2 separate regions of the Mus musculus genome follow, and region 2 is linked to region 1. The links are chromatin contacts, called in public HiChIP or PLAC-seq maps. All regions are on one chromosome and are shown on one strand. The core of a region is the stretch at or near the end of the contact, and the rest is flanking DNA. Distances in the headings are between cores, read along the strand shown. Region 1 holds the start of Ostm1 (osteopetrosis associated transmembrane protein 1). Region 2 has its middle 37 kb from the start of Ostm1.

Region 1 (2,700 bases), core at 37-2,536:
TGGACTTTACTTAATGCAAATGAATGTCCCCATTTACAAAAAAAAAAAAAATCTGCTTAGTAACATTAGGCTAGATTAAAAACAAGATACACCTATTGACATTTCTATTTAGTTTAGTCAATTACGACCTCTAAAGCAACTGAAGCCACATTTTTCATGAGACTACTTGGCCCCTCAGGACGCAAGAACCATTTCCACCCCCAATCCCTGTGTCCTCCTTATTTTTCCTTTACCAGGCAACCCTGTGACTCTCACGGTGGCCGACACCGTAATCCTTTCCTAATTTATACAGTTCTTAGAGGCAAAGACTGTGTCTTCCTCTTTTGGTTTGCCTTCATTAAGTCCTTCACATTACCTTCCAAGTGACCAGGAAAGCTCTCGAGTTACAGAGAAGGCAGACTATCCTAAAATGGCAACTCACCGACCACGAACTATTACTGTATGTCGCTTTGTGTGGCCTCTCTTTGTCCCCACTTTCCGGATGAGAAAACAAGCAGAGAATGTCACTAACTTGCCAGAGAACAAGCTGATAAACAGGATGGAACCGAACTCAATACTTTGAAAAATAATAAAGGTCACACTGATAGAAACTGGTGGCTCTGGGTATGTTCGCTGCAATGTTCCAGCAAACCTGTCCCAAGAAGATGCCGGCTTACAGCATCCAGGGGGACAGCATTCCAAGCCATAAGCCCCTAAAGTCACCCGCTTGTTTCTGATACCCTAACTCCACAGACCGTCCAATGCCGTTTCCTTACTTTCCCAACCCCCCCCCCCCCCAGGTGCCGAGGCTGCTCCTCTACCCACCCCGATGTTTCGGCTGATGTTGTCCATCTTGATTGCGACCTGTTGGAAGAGCGGGTAGCAGGTCTGGCAGAGGCGCACGGGCCGAGCGCTGCGCACCATACAGGCGGTCAGCTCGGCGCTGCTATTGGCGAAGTCCATCAGCAGCTCCCGGCACTCAGGCTCCAGATCCGGCAGGTCCGGAGGTAGCAGTGACAGCGGCCCTAGACCTCCGCCCTGCAGCAAAGACAGGGTCAAGTCCTGCACCTCCAACAGCTGCTGCTCCGACAGCAGGTCCGCAAAGCCTGGGTGCCGACTGCTGGTGAAGGGGAGCGCGCACAGGGCGCACCTCCACCGCAGCAGCTGCAGCAGCAGCAGCGCCGGCAGCCACCGCCACGGCCACCCGCTACTGCGCGCCAGCTCCGCGTCCCGAGCCATCCCCGGGCCGGACTGTAACAGATAGCTCGCCCGGTGCTTCCGACAGCAGCCGCTTCCGGCTTCGGCCGGCGCAGGCCCTGAGTGGAGTCACGAGGTGAGTGCGTCACGGCCCCGCCCACCTGCCTCCGGAGGCGCGCGGGTGTGAGCGCGCCCCGCTTGGAGGTCTGTAGAGCTGCTGCAACCCCAGTGCATCCCAGGCCTCCGTCTTGCACGCTCTGCACCCTGCAGTTCCCCGCCTTCCATGAGCCTGTGGAGTTTGTTCTGGTTGCTGGAACTCCAGGGAGATGACTGCCGAGTGAGCTCCCAGAAAAACCCAGTAGACTGATGGTTTGGGCAGGTGTTCATTTTCATTGGCTCTGGATTAGTAAAATTTCTTCATCTCCTCTGGAGAGTGGATAACATCCGTTGGCAGTTCTGGTTTTGGAACTTGTGGCTTCAAAAGGCTTGATTGATTGATTTTAATTCTCAACTATCTACCCCGAACAGAACTTCCTGGGGTGATGAATATAGTCCACGTCTTAGTTAATAGGGAAGCCACTACCCACATGTAGCAGCTGAACCCTTGAATTGTAGCTACTACGATGATAGAACTAATTGTCCAATGTCACTTAATTTAAATATAACTATCTGACTAGTGACACCTGTGTACGGCTCGGATCTGGGTGTAGTGTTTTAGCGCAATAGAAATCCTACCTAATACATACACTTGAGCATACCCCACTATGTTATTATTATATATTCTATATTATACGATTATTATACCATATATTACATAACATATTGTAACATAATATGTAATATTAATATATAACATGTAATATGTGACACGTAGCATTTTATGATATGTTGTAATATGTTATATTGTATATTATGTAATGTATAATATATGTTATGATAATAAATATGTATACATTATATAATATTAATACATATAGGTATTTTTCTTCTTGGAGACAAGCCTCATGTAACTCAGGCTAGTTCTCTAACACACTAAGAAACATGTTTGCGCTATACCAGAGAATGGCCTTGAAATTCTGATCTTCCTGCCTCCCTGCTGAAAGTGCCACCATGTACCCCCATTGCCAGGTGTTTGTGGTGCTGGAGACCAAACCCAGGGCCTGGTGTGTGCTAAGCAAGCAAGCATTCTGTCAACCCAGAGACATGAGAGAGAGAGAGAGAGAGAGAGAGAGAGAGAGAGAACCATAATAACAAATCAAAAGAAAGCCTATTAATAAGTCATTGCAGTAGACACTGGAATAAAGCAAGAGGCCAGGATATAATGTGCTCAAGAGTAGGATGTGAGGGGTGGGGACATCCATGTAGAGACAGAGGTATGGGGAGGAGGTACGGGATGTGGATCAGTCGGAGAGTTGGGGGGGGTAATAAAATATGGAGTGTAAAATAATTAATTAATTAATTAAAAAGAGAAAGAAAGAAAAAAAAGAATAGGATAGGAAAAAAACCATTGTAGGGCCATCCAGC
Region 2 (2,700 bases), core at 160-2,659, 37 kb before region 1:
AATTGTTTCCATGTGTGGATGCTTTCAGTAATCTTTATTCAAAAGTATTCAATACAATTTATCCTGAAACTTCTCTGAAGCCTTTCCCATTAAAAATTTCAATAACTAAGTCAGTTGTGGTGACTCATGCCTTTAAAGCCAACAACACTCAAGAAGATGAAGCAGGCTGTGAGTTCAAGCCCAGCCTGGTCTACATAGCAAGTACCAGGATAGCCAGGGCTCCATGATGATGATGATGATGATGATGATGATGATGATGATGATGATGATGGTACTAAAAATAATCTGTCTTTTAAAAAAAAGAAATAAATTGGATTGGGCTGGAGAGATGGCTCAACAGTTAAGGTCCTGAGTTCAATTCCCAACAACCACATGGTGACTCACAACCATCTGTAACGGGATCTGATGCCCTCTTCTGGTGTGTCTGAAGACAGCTACAGTGTACTCATATACATTAAATGGATAAATAATAAATCTTTTTTTAAAAAAAAAAAGAAAAGAAAAAGAAATAAATGTTAACAACAGATGGTTACTCTATAACACTTTGAGAAACAGAACTTAGAAAAATTTCTTGCCGCTGAACAAAGTCTTACTGTCCAAACAGGTTAGGATTCATTACAGGCCAAGCTATCCTTAAACATTTATATGGAGTTTGTCTCAATGTGTAGAGGCCAGACCTAAGGGAAAGAGTTCCTAACTTCCTAACAGAGACCTAGAAAACTCTTACCAAATGTATTCATCTTTTAAAGAAATCAGGCCCTAGGCTAGCAGGCACATAAGCAGTAACTCCTGCAAGCGGCAATAGGGGCACCAAAGGGGCAGGCCTGCAAATGAGCCATGGAGGAGCTCTGAAGGATGGTGGTGGCAGAAAGAGAAACAGATAAACTAGTGGATGTATGCTAGATTGATAAGCACAGAAGTCTATACATTAGAGGTTAAACCCCGTCAGGAGAGGGAGCGAGCCTACATAAGACACACAGTCACGGCAGCGTTAGCAGCCTCATGGGTTATTGCTATCTGTTTAATGAGGTGAAAACTGGGAATTTTGTTCGGTGCATGCTGTCACGTTTTATCTCCTCCTGGGGAATATGCACAGGCCTTTGGCTAACCTTACAGAACTGGGGGCTTTGCGTTGCCTCCAGACGAGGCTAATTGGGGCTTAATTACAACATTTCTAAGGAGATTGGCACATACTTGGGAGAAAATCTCTGCGGCTACTAGCACCTTCTCTTTCCCTCCCGCCTCCTTTTCCTTCTTGCCTTGTGGTGGTGGTTGACTGTGATTGCTGTTTTGGAGTTGAGGACCTGAGGTTTGGTGCAAGATTTCCCCTCAGCGGCTTTTAACTACACCTTGACCCAAAGAAACCTCAACCCTCCCACTGCGCAGCCTGCCGCCCAAGCCCTGAACAGTGGGCGTGGTTAAAGTCTCCAATAAGCTGTCAGGTCGTGGCAGTACGGGTGAGAGAGACTTAGAGAGACGGGGAGGAGGAAACTGGAATGAGAGGGAATGGATAGTTACAGGACAGAGGGAGAGAGACTGTCACTCCGATCCTCTTCTGAGCTGAGTCTTACTTCTGAGGCGTGACCCTCAAAGCCACGCAGAAGAACAGTGTAAAAAGCTACCGGCCCTCAATTCAAGAGAGGCTGTGCCCAACTCTTCATAAGAAACTCTCGTTCCTCTCCGGAGGAATGCTTCCATTTTCTTAGCCACTGGAAAGTGATGATTGCTACCAGCCTAAGGAGTCTTCTTCTCTTAGAGGCCACCTTTTTAATAGCGATTACACTACCGAGAGAACTAGGGCACGCTCTCTGCAAGATTGGCTGAGCTAGAGGTTTGAAATCTGTGCACTTTTGTAACCAACCTGGCTTTTCATGGACTAGTAGAATCCTTTATTAAAACAGACAAAGAAATAATAATCATCCCATTTAAAGGAATATGCAATTCGATTTTTTAAAAAATAAAATGCTATTGCCTACATGTGACCAAGTTCCATGCCGATTGGTTATATTTTGTAATCCTTGATTTTCAGCCTGGATCCTACTTGGTGTTTATCTGGGCTCCAGCACACCCGCAGTGTCATAATCACTAGATCAAAGGTTTGCGAGATCAGGTGACCCCGCTTCTGTCGGGGTCACCGCTGCAGCCTCAAGACCTGGCATACTGCCTGCCTGTCTTAGGGGACAAATGATATTTCTTCACTAAGCAAATGAGAGGACTTTATCCAGCACCAGGGCTTTGACATAAACTGAATTGGGTAGGATTATTTCTAGAGTGGCTGAAAGAGATGGAATTTAAGGGATAAGTTCGAATCAAAGAGCGAGAGGGAGTGACCACCACAGGGGTATCAAATGTGTTGTTTTAACTCGCCCCCCTGCAGGGATTTCTCTTAAGCCAAATCTGAGGAAAGGAGAAAGCCCCTGAGGGAGAGGTCACCAACTTCTCAGTGTGTGTAAGAGCGGGTAGGAAAGGGCTCAAAAGCTAAGAGTAGGACGTGAGGGTCTTGGGACCACGTTAGTCACGTGATGTACAGTGGTTCTCCTCCTCTCTGAAATCAGATTTCCTTCTGGAGCCGCTAAAAATGTCAAAGCAACACAACACTACAGGTGTTTAAAACAAGATCCACTGGCGTTCAGAAAATTCAGTTTGAGACCACAGTCCTTGAATTGTACTTTTTTTTTTCTGTATTGATTTACATAGGAA

The links. HiChIP or PLAC-seq counts read pairs in DNA pulled down with a chosen protein or histone mark.
Region 2: an H3K4me3 HiChIP or PLAC-seq map of intestinal crypt epithelium shows a contact between it and region 1, with 5 read pairs. The contact joins the enhancer-like site here to the promoter of Ostm1 in region 1. A contact is called at or near these places in 1 of 39 promoter capture datasets (macrophages), 1 of 15 datasets of contacts at CTCF or cohesin (CD8 T cells), 1 of 484 Hi-C or Micro-C datasets (rod photoreceptor), 5 of 115 datasets of contacts at active chromatin or transcription factors (embryonic forebrain, embryonic stem cells, intestinal crypt epithelium and 1 more) and 2 of 9 other capture datasets (adipose tissue and embryonic stem cells).

The regions. Positions count from the first base shown.
Region 1 is chr10:42,677,502-42,680,201 of GRCm38.p6, reverse strand. Ostm1 (osteopetrosis associated transmembrane protein 1) reads right to left here and starts at 1,286. Exons shown (of 6, transcript NM_172416.3): 1 at 805-1,286. The coding sequence starts at 1,218.
Region 2 is chr10:42,714,295-42,716,994 of GRCm38.p6, reverse strand. No RefSeq gene overlaps it. Among named protein-coding and RNA genes, the nearest start is that of Ostm1, 37 kb to the right of the region's middle. Within about 2 kb of position 1,409, at least 34 of the 459 cell types and tissues checked have an H3K27ac peak or open chromatin away from gene starts, as enhancers often do. A contact at or near this core is called in intestinal crypt epithelium and intestinal villus epithelium, where this site is marked.